Linked DNA regions of Gossypium hirsutum: region 2 is linked to region 1. Evidence: chromatin contacts called from public Hi-C data. All regions are on one chromosome and are shown on one strand. The core of a region is the stretch at or near the end of the contact, and the rest is flanking DNA. Distances in the headings are between cores, read along the strand shown.

Region 1 (5,621 bases), core at 2,376-4,875:
CACAAGTCTTGAACAACATCTCAAAAGTTTAAAATCCCCTCGATTATGTTTACCAAGTGAAAATGCTTGTTTACCAAGTGAATATCACTTGTGTTTTGTCTAAATTTGGGGGCTACAATTATTTAATTTCTTTTTTATTCTTGGAATTAACTGAAGAGACGATTTAAAATTAATAAGCTCAAGGTTTTTTTTTTTGTTTTTTTGAAAGGATAAACTCAAGCTTGAAATGGTCTAAATTGTGTACTTCCAGATAATTGGTAGACTGCAACTCTAATATTGATTGACTTTTCCAAACTCAAATGTCATTGCATTCGTACATATGTTGATCGGTACTAATTTATTTTAATCGATGCCAATAAATTCTTCCATGTTTGTTATTAAGAAAGTAATAAAGAGATGGTACCCTCCGCCTGAAGGTACTCTAAAATTTGTCTGGTAGGAGTGGATATGGAGGTGCCCTACGCAATGATAAAGGAATAATTTTAGCCTTATTCTTTGGACTGATCTATGCTCTTGATGCTAATTTGGTTGAATTGTTAGCAATTAGATGTCTTTGTTCAAACCAATTGGCTGCACAAAGTTAAGCTTATTGTTGAATCAAATTCTTCAAATGCTCTTAATGGATTTCCCATGTATTTGCCAAAGAGATTGAGGAGCTATCATTGATTTATCCTTTGTGTTTGTTGTTAGTGAAGCAAACTGTTTAGTTGATAGCTTGGCTAAAACAGGCATGGAAAGATCATCTTTATATTTAGCTTCTTCGTAATTTGTTGTTGATCTTGCTAAAATGAAGGGATTTGTTGGAGGCGGATTTTTCTGAATTGTCTCATTGCTATGTTTTTGTCCCTCTTTATGAAATGCAAGGATTTTCTCACCCTGTACTGTACTGTTTTACTTTCTTAATAATAATAAAACAAAAATGTATGTTATTGCTACAGAAATAGGCTATTATAAATTATATTTCACAATAAAAACATACTTAATAACACACCATCACCTAAAAACGGTTAATTCGGTTAATTCGGTTAATTTTTAACCAGAAATAAAAACTATATAATTTTCGGTTAATTCGGTTAACCGACCGGTTTAACCGAAAAATTTTCGGTTCGGTTAATGCTTTTTTAAAAAAATTCAGTTCAGTTAACGGTTAAAATTTTTGGAAGGTCGGTTAATTCGTTTATAGCTATTTCGGGTCGGTTAACCGGTTGGTTAACTGAATGCACACCCCTAGTTATGATTGGTGTCTGAGTATTGAAACGTTGAAGTATGGTTGTATATGTATGTCTGGAATGTATGCTATGAGATGTATGTTTTGTTGGGTGTATGTTAGTGAATTAAAATGTGGGGATTAGATTGTGTTGATGCATGAAAAGTTTGTAAAGTGAGTCCATGTCTAGTCACCGTGGTGGTATCTGATGGAGTTTGTCGAGACAAAAAACACGAACTTTGATATGAAACTCTGAAGGAAAAATCCATGACCATGATACCCTCTAGAATTTTTATCTGGGTTTGCTTAAAATTTTAAATGCTAAACTTGATTTAATGATGAAGAACAAAAAGAGGATTTGGGTTATCTTGAAAGGAAGAGTATTTCTTTTTTTTTTTCCTTTACAATTACAATCTTTATTACTACAAATTACTGTACATGGACCTAACAATGTGATTTCAAACAAAATCAAAGTTTCCAATGTCATTTACAAAGGAAAAATCTATCATCAACAAAAATGGTAAAAAAAGTTTATGCCAATGAAATGTATATTTATGGGTTGTTCTTGTCTCATTCCAGGTATTCCTTGTCGATGAGAGACTCGATTCTTTTCTTCAAATCGATCGGTTTTATCCGAAACTTAAGCCGTTGGAAAATCTGAGTATTTTGCATTTGTTTTACTAGTTTATTGTTGGAAAATATTTTCTTTTTCTTTTTTTGATTAACACTTGACACACAGAATTCATCATTTTCCCAAGAAACCAGAATGAAAGTGAAGGAAAAAATTACTGATATCAAAATTTAAAAATCAACTCAACACTCAATTTTCCATTTCCATTTCTTTTTCTAGTTTTTATACAGTTTTAGCTTTTGAGGTAAATGAGCTGCCTGCATCTACCATTTTTTTGTTCTTTTTTTTTTTATTTTCTCAGGAAACAAATAGAAAAAAAATCCAACTACCCAGGAATTGAAAAAAAAGAAAAAATTGTATGCTAAAATCTAAAAAAAAAAATGAACCCAAGACTCAAAATATAAACTAGAGATAAACCCAAAACCTAGAAACTAAAACGAAAGCAATGTAAACAGAAGAAGAAGAAACGAAAGAAAAAACAAAAAAAATGAAATTAATTATATGACAAAAAATTTTGGGGGAAAAAATAAGTTTTTAAAAAAAACTTTTAGATTATGAAATCAACAGTACATCATTTATGTCACATGTTACAATCTTATTCTATCATCTATCCTGAACTTAACGATGTTAGACTCGAGTACTAATTTAGTTGATGGAGAAAAATTTCGGGTACTAATCTGAGATAAAAAAATCATAAATACCAATCTGAGAGAAATGAACAAATTCGAGTACCAATTTTATATTTAACTATTTAATTAAATATGACTAACTACATAATACTAAACTTAAATTTTAATATATAACTTTTAACTATCTTTCTATATTATGCTACGGATTCTATTGAAGTTAAAACTTAATTTTACGTAAATCCTTTTTTTTTTCTTTCAAATTACATTAACTATTGTAAATTGTACTTATTAATAAAAATATGAGGTATTATCATTAATAGAAACCTAAAGTTATAAAAAAAAGTTGTGGTATGATATACGATATCCCTTTTTGCATTAATTTAAATAAACTCAAGTCCTACAAAGTCCACTAAGCGGGGTTTATATTTGTTGAAAGTATAGGTTACATTAATTAACGTGGTTATTATTCTGACAATGACTCAAATCTTAATATTTTAAAAAATATTCAGATGATGAAAGGCCTATCATCTGACGCCACAACTGCCTTATCTTGGTGCATAAGAAAAGGTATGATCAAGTCATATTCCAGCGGTCCAGGAAACTTCTAGGTAGTTTATGCATGGCAGAGTAAAACTATTGCCTGAAAAGTCAATAGGATAGAAAAGTCTCAACTACATAGGTTGATGGTGAGCTTATATAATAAATAGGGCTAAATGAACAAGTAAAAAGAAGAATAAATGGCGAGAAAACAGTTGGTAGGGTTTGGTGGCAGCGGCCCGGGGGAGGAAGCCGGAGGAGGTTTCATCATTCATACGTCAACAGGGTTGCTCTTGCTTTGCATGGTTATTTTCTCCCTCTCTCTTATATCAATGGTTATTTTCGCTTGTGGTGATGGCAACTCAGGAAAGCGTCGCAGACGTTCTGGAGGTGGAGCTGGAGGTTGTGGGGGTGGGGGTGGAAAGCGTCGCAGACGTTCTGGAGGTGGAGCTGGAGGTTGTGGGGGTGGGGGTGGAGGTTGTGGGGGTGGGGTGGAGGTTGTGGAGGTGGTGGTTGTGGGGGTGGGGGTGGAGGTGGAGGTGGAGGTTGTGGGGGTGGGGGTGGGGGTGGGGTGGAGGTTGTTGAGGGTATCTTAAACACGAGCTGCTTTAGGATGCCAACAACATGGTTTGTTTGTCATAATGAATCATATATAATTTCGTCATCATAAATACATACATAAAGCACTTAAGTAGCTTTTATTGTTGTGAAGGGAATTATATTTTATCTTGTAACCATTGGGTTAAAACCCTCAATTATGGACACATGTATAATGCATGATGCTATTACAAAGTGTGATACAAAATTAAGTGATCAATTATGTTAAAGTGTCAAAGGTATTAAAGTGTGATTAAAATAACGTGTAGATACCATAAGTTGTATTTATAATTGGGTTAAATATAATATTGGTACATTAACTTGTCCACTTCTCCTAGACTGATACTTAAGATTTTTTTTTGTCCTAGATTGGTCTCGAACTTTTTCTCCATCAACTAGTTTAGTACCTTTTGTTTTAACGCCGTTAAATCTGAGATAAGTGGCACAACAAGATTGTGACATGTGGCACGATGACATCATCATGATGCCATAATTTATTTTTCTATTTCACCTTTTTCTTTTTCTTTTTTTCCCTTTTCTTTTATTCTTTCCCTTTCCTTTTCCATTCTCGTTCTAGTTTCCATTTTCTTTTTTTTTTTCCTTCTTATTCTCCTCCTCTCTTTCCAAACCCTAGCCGTCGCCGACATGCACCACAGTCGCACTCCGACGTTGTCACTGAAATTCGTTCTCCGGTCCAAATAATGGCACCAGTCAAAAATTTCCTCTTGCTCTTTCATTTCTGATTTGTTTTCACAAAGAACTCATTGAAATCTTGTTGGGATTCTCCTCTGCCGATCACCTTGCTCCGATGTTGTCACCTCCTATTTCAATTTCCTCACCAATCAAAGAAGTATTGAACAATTTTCCTTTCTCTCTACAGCTTCTAATACTATTTTTTTCTACTTTATTTTTGTTTTCAAAGCCTTTGGTCGTCACTCCATTGTCGCTGCTCTTGGACGTCAAACCGAGCCACCACCATTGAATAATAATGGAACTTTGATTGTTGCTTCTCCTCACCGCGTCCAACATCTTGACCATTTGGATTTTATCGATTGTGTCCTAAATTCCCAAAAACTTGAAATGGGTCTTGGTTTTGATTTGTCTCTCATCATTTTCTTTTTGCTTGGTTGTATTTTTATAGATTGATGGATTTTTGTTTGTTCTGTTAAATTTTTAATGGATTTTGTTTGTGATGTTAATTTTCTTAATTTTTTTAATGGACTGATGGATGTTCTAATATGTTTGTGATGTTCTGGATTTTTCGTTTTAATGGATTGATGAGTTTTGTAATTTTCTTTTTAGTGCGAGAACTGTTGAATGAACCAGCAATATTTTTTGATTACAAATTTTTATTGTTGTAATGTTTTGGCCTAGAAATGTTGAATGAACCTAGAAAAAAAAAGGAAAAGTGACGAGAGGAAGAAGGAAGAAGAAAGGAATTATCGAAAAAAAAGGAAGAAGAAAAAAAAACCTAGAAATGTTCTTAAATATTTTTTCAAAGTAATTCAGAAATGTTGAAAGAACCCAAAGCAAAGCGACAAGAGGAAGAAGGAAGAAAGGAGTATGGGAAAAGGAAGGAAATAAGAAAAAAATGAAAATATTTTTTTTTGATTTACAATAAATTTTTTAGATTATGACATCATGCCATTTGTCACAATCTTATTGTGCCACTTGTCTCAGATTTAATGGCGTTAAAAAAAGAGTACCAAACTAGTTGACGGAGAAAAAGTTTGGGTACCAATTTGGGGCAAAAAAAGCCTTAAGTACCAATCTAGGAGAAGTGGACAAGTTCAGGTACCAATATTATATTTAACCCTTTATAATTTGATGAGGGAATAAATTATAAATACCGAAAATTGATTTAATAATCAATTATTTAAAAATAAGTAGCGGTCCCCAAGAAATGGATATATCTTGTATTTCTTTTCCATCCCCATCAGAGAGTTATACTAAGAGATAAACTATTTTATTGGAAGATTAAAACCCTTTGAGCAATCTCCAACAATGGATTTAGATGAAA
Region 2 (5,927 bases), core at 2,645-5,144, 43 kb after region 1:
ATCTTCGATCTCCATCTTTCGATTAAAGCACTGATGAGTGGGGGAATCAATTTAGTCCCCCAAGCATGCGAGCTGCATATAAAAAGTCTACATCTCGTAAGTGTCCATGAACGACCTCCAGTGCACCTTTGCTTAAGTTGTTTATGTACGTCTCCAAAACCCGATCTTCGGGCTAAGTATATAAACATAAAAAATTAATAATCTAAACAACATAATAATTAACTATTTAAATTTAAATAATATAATAAATTTACTTACCATTTATAATTGAGTGTCAAAGATATGTTTGTCATCCAAACGAAAAAGTTGATTTGCCATTTAAAATTTTAAAAGAAAAGAATAAAATCGAAGAGAATAAAATTAAAAAAAAGAATTAAAAAAATTGAGGATTAAAAATTTAAAATTGAAAATTAAAATTTGAAGATTGAAAATTTAAATTGGAAATTGGGGATTGAAGAATGAAGATTGAGAATTTAGGAAGAAAGAATGAGTATGGAGTATTTAGGAGGAAAGAATGAATGTTTGAGGGGTTTATATCGGAATTTTTATGGTTGTTGGAATCCTACTAGTCATTGGAAAAGTTACCGTTGATATAGTACCGTTAAAGGAAAACGCGTCCTATAAGGTGTGTTTTCACTACCACATCAGTGAAAACTCGCCCGGTAGGACACGTTTTTGTTCTCTCTCCTAAAAACGCATCCTACGTGGCGGGTTTTCATTGATGTGGCAATGAAAATGTACTCTGTAGGACGCGTTTTTCATTCACTCTCCAAAATCAGCGTAGATCGATAAATTTTAAGAAAATTAGCCTAGTTTTTTAAAATATTTTTTGAGCATTTTCATATAAATTAACCAATCAATTACGTCTTGAATATGGTAAAATATCTAGTTTAATTTATTTATAATAATTAGTTTAGCACAAATTTTTTTTATATTTTTTAGTTTTAATTTTTTATTTATTTATTTTGGAACCTTAGGTAGATCTAACTCTTCTGTACTAATAGAACTTAAAGTTTTCAACTCCCAATGATTGTATCCAATGATGCTTGAAGGATATCGTTATGGGGCATTTAAAATGGACAAATTTAATATCATTCATGAATTGCTTGTTGCCTTAGTTAAGAGATGAATGTTAAAAACTTTTACTTTTCAGTTGCCTTGCGGAAGAGCGGTAATCAGTTTAAAAGATGTCACGATAATAACAGGCCTTTCAATCAATGGGGTGGTAGTGACCGAACCTAGTGCCATTGATACAGAATATAACTGAGGGTGTTTGTTGAGTGTTGTGTCGTCAAGGGAGAATCTGGTGGAATTAAATGGGTGCCAATTAAAGTGCACATGGTTGAAGAAGCTTGTCGATCCAACCTCTCCATCGCCTACCACTAAATTGGAGTTGGATCGGTACGTCAAAATTTGGATGCTCTAAATGATTGCAAGAATGTTCTTCCTAAACAAGTTTGGGAACAAGGTCCATATAATATTTTTCCTGTTGTTGGCAGATTTTAAAGAGGCGGAGATGTACAACTAGGGGTATGTTTCTCTAATGTATCTCTATTGGGCAATGACCAGGATTGTCTGGAAAGCAATAAACTATGTTAATGATTGTTGCATGCTCCTGCAGACATGGATATGGATATGCATACCATGGTTAGTGCCCATCACTTCCAAGTGTGATAGTTCCCTCTAAATTGAATGTAAAAAAAAATTCATTGTTTAATAAATCATTTCGTGTGTTTAGTCATTGGTGTCCATTACTTAATAATTTTAATTGAATTGATTTGGGAGTAGATTTGGTGGTCGGTTGGACCATACAAGTTATACGAGAGACTTGACTTGGATGCATCAAGAAATCAATCAACGAGCCAATGCAAAATTAAACAAATTCATAATTAACATTAATTTTATTTTATCAACAAAATTATGAAAATTTATACCTAATAAAATTAGCAATTAACTTTTACCAAATAAACTCTAAAATCCAAATTAAATACTAAAATGTTAATACAGTTACTTTTGCGTATAAAAATATATAACTTTTATCAAATATAAATATCACAATGGTCTAAAAATAACACAAGTACCACATTAGAAAAAAATATACCAAACTCGAGTATCAAATTCCTAAAGTAAAATAAAAAGTCACCATGTGTTAAGCAAATGGCCAATGTCTACACTATTATAGATTTTTTTATTTTTGGTATTTTATAAATCTGTTCTATAATTTATGTTCAGGGTTGTCTCTCTCAATAATATCGTTTTTAAAGTTCAAATCAGTGTCTCCACTTAAAAATATAACGTGTATTACCGTTGCATGCAATGCTTATTAGTATTAATAATATTTTTTAAATTTCAGTGTATGTTGTAATATACAAAGTGAATAAATTAGAAGTAAATAATAATATAAAAAAGTAAAGTATTTTTTTCTTTAGATATTTGATAGTATTCGATAAGGAGTGTCTTAAAAATAGTATAATATTTTTTACAAAATACACAAAAAATAGTAATTAATAATATAATATTTAAAAATATTTTACATGTAATTACTTAGTTTGACTTAAATTTATTTTATATTTAATAAAATTTAATAGTTAAAAAAAGAATGTATTAAAAATAATAACCCAAATATATTAATTAATCAAATGCTTTATAAATACATGAAAATTTAATGTAGTTTAAGTGCTCCTTTGGATTGAGGCAGTGAGGCAGTGAGGCACGTTTGAAAGAAAAAGATGGTGCCAAACTCACTGCATTTGTGTTTGGTTGGGGGTATCAGTGCAATGAGGTTGCTTTTCAACCACACTGATCAGCTGATTTTCAGCTGGAGCAAATAGCAGCAGTTAGAGGCTTTCAGTGCAGTTGACATTATAACAGACCCAAATAGCCTTCCATCATCCTTCCTGTGAATTACACGTTTATCTGTTTTATTATTATTCTTTTTCGGCATAATAACCTTTTTAGTCCTCCAACTTTAGAAGAAAATTTATTTGAGTATTTTAATTTATAGTTTTTGTCAAATCATTCTAAAATAGATAAAAAATTAGCATTTGTTAATTTTATTTGACAGAAACATGAAGAAATTGTATTGTAGATAGATTTTTAAGCAATAAACGTGAACCAATGGTTCTTGCAGATTTTTCATTCTATTATATATCAATTCTAATATGATGTCCTTAATAGTCATTTTTCATTCTCACCTCACCGCTACAGCTGCGTTTGAATCTAAACACACACTCCACCATTGTTTCTAATCTCACCGCTACAGTACTCAATCTCACCACTACAGGAACTAATCTCACCGCCACCGCTGTTTTTAACCTCACCGGAGGTAAACACACCGCTCATCCAAACTAGCCCTAAGATTTAAAAATAGCTTGGCTCACCTACCTCCAATTATAAAAAGACCAAAATATTCTTAATTTAATTTTAGAAGTAATTATTAAATAATAAAAAGAGGAGTCCGATGTCGAAAGCAAAAACCATTTTCACCTACCTATTATATAAAAAAGGTTGGGTCATATTAAGGAAACCTACCCAAATATCTTATGTTTCTTAAAATGGGCAATTTACTAAAATAGTCTTGATTATACCCCACGTGTACGGTGAGAGATTGCAGTTCCACAGAAAGTCTTTAACACCTGACCTTATTGTATCATTTGGCATAGGGATTTCCCTAACTTTCCAGCGAAGGAAGTGACGCGACCCTAATATTTTGTTCGACGAAACAGGTATTTTGTTTCAGTCCTCTATAACCCAATTGATTAATTTTACTTTTATGCCCTTATATAAAACACCTGATTTATATTTAAATGGTTATATTTGTCATTTACTATTTTAGAAATTTGAAAAATCTAAAAATTAAATATATTATTATTATTTTTGTGGTGGACCCAGTATCTTTTCTCCTTTTCCTCTATCTCGCCGTCAAAGTGAAAAAGGAAAATTTTGATTTACATATAAATAGAGAGCTGAAATGGTTGTAAATGGTGTGTAGGTTATACAGTGTATCTTAATCGGCGTTCGTTAGTAACAGTCCGGTGATGCTTGGTGTATTGTGCGCACGACCTCCCAAGCCTTGGATCCTCAACTCCCTATCTCTGATCGCCCACGGTGGTTCAGCGGCTCACCATCACGAAAATCGTTTCTTGCACTGGCCATCACATTTCGCCGATTTATCTGCCGCTAATCGGCGCTGCCGGCACCATTCAACGGCTTGTCGGCTTGGTGGCGGCTCAGAGGGTGGTGCAGCTTCTATATGGCATGCGATTTTGCCATGCGGAGGAGACAGAGGAGTGAAGAATAGAGGAGATGTGTGGAAGAATGTGGAGAGGAAAGGGGAAGGTTCCTGGAATGTGTCGTGGGATGCCAGACCGGCTCGGTGGCTTCGACCGGATTCTGCTTGGCTTCTGTTTGGGGTCTGCGCTTGTCTTGCGCCGATGCCGATGGATGAATTTGATGACGTTAACCTCGATGCTGATAATAAAACCGATGCTTCTTTAAATTCAGATGAAAAGAGTAGTAATCATTTGTCTTCAGTTGCTGCCGCTGATAATTACAAGGTTACAGGTTAGTTGTAATTCATTAACTAATTTTAATTACTGCAAATTAGTTTTTACTATAAAAAATGAATGAATTTGAATGTATATTTGATATACATGGATTTTAGCGGAGGGCGATACTCAGTTTTCAATATTAAAAATTGAATTTGAATTTATATTTGATATGCTGCAGGGATTTTAGCGGATGGACGATGTCTGTTCAGAGCAATAGCTCATGGAGCTTGTCTGAGGTCTGGAGAAGAAGCTCCTGATGAAAACCGTCAAAGAGAACTTGCTGATGAATTGAGAGCTCAGGTAATCACGAGGAGGTTTTTTTTTTTTTTTTGAAGTATTTAACCAAGATACACTATTTTATGTATAAAATTTCGTTTCTGAATCTACAAATGGTAATAGGAGTTTTTCCCTTTTTATATGTTTAATCATGTAGGTTGTGAATGAGCTTTTGAAGAGGCGTGAAGAAACAGAATGGTAAAGCTTTGTCTTTATATTGGAATGCCATTCACTTTGATGGAATTTTTAATAAGCATAGGGCTTCATATGATATGATAACTGCAGGTTTATTGAGGGAGATTTTGATGCTTATGTAAAGGAAATTCAGCAACCTTATGTTTGGGGTGGGGAACCTGAATTATTGATGGCTTCTCATGTTTTGAAGTGAGTTTCTATTTCCGTTAAAAATTTGACTATGAATTGTTTTGTAATACACCTTTTATGGGAGCTCTTCACTTCCTACCTCATTTTACTATAATCTTGCAATTAGCCTATCAAAATGATGAATAATTTAAGTTTCCATGACTTATGAGTTGCACATAATATTGTGATCGATCCTATGTAATACTGCAGGTGATTTGCTTTTATCTTTGCAAACAGATGAAAAGTTTAGGCTATTTCTTAAGGTGCTAATTACTAACCAAGTTAATGCCTCATAAATATCAATGATTTAAGTTCGAGAACGCATAATTAGAATATTCATGATAAGATATAACTGAGTCCCCTGCCACACTGAAATCACATAATTTTTGTGTGATGATGCTTTCATTTATTTTGCATATTGGTACAAGCATTTCAATTTGCCTATTTTGTGAAGAAACTAGGTTTAAAACCACCGTTTGATAATTAGTGCTTGAGCTTTTGGGTTAGTCTATACCTTATGCATGAAACTCTGCTGATGGCTTATGGAATGATGTCAAAGCAAAACATTAACTGTTCTTTTCTTATGCATTGTTCAAATTGTATTCTAACCCAAGCCTAAACTTGGAATTTGAATTCCATGTTCTAAATTCCTATCTATTTTTCCTCATGTTTTACTTGACTGCTGTATTTGACACCCCATTTTGATTGACAGGACTCGAATTTCTGTCTACATGATTC

Evidence for each region. A called contact is a pair of places that touch in the nucleus more often than the background predicts.
Region 2: a Hi-C map of leaf shows a contact between it and region 1, with 1.8 times the contacts expected there. The contact joins the promoter of LOC121222508 here to the enhancer-like site in region 1. A contact is called at or near these places in 5 of 34 Hi-C or Micro-C datasets (leaf and petal).

The regions. Positions count from the first base shown.
Region 1 is chrD10:59,145,081-59,150,701 of Gossypium_hirsutum_v2.1, forward strand. LOC121222507 (a long non-coding RNA gene) reads left to right here. Exons shown (of 2, transcript XR_005919828.1): 2 at 383-874. Among protein-coding and RNA genes, the nearest start is that of LOC121222507, 3.3 kb to the left of the region's middle. Within about 2 kb of position 3,626, at least 2 of the 9 cell types and tissues checked have an H3K27ac peak or open chromatin away from gene starts, as enhancers often do. A contact at or near this core is called in leaf, where this site is marked.
Region 2 is chrD10:59,187,719-59,193,645 of Gossypium_hirsutum_v2.1, forward strand. It overlaps LOC121222508, which reads left to right and starts at 3,895. Exons shown (of 5, transcript XM_041103455.1): 1 at 3,895-4,563; 2 at 4,729-4,850; 3 at 4,984-5,024; 4 at 5,112-5,210; 5 at 5,902-5,927. The coding sequence starts at 4,038.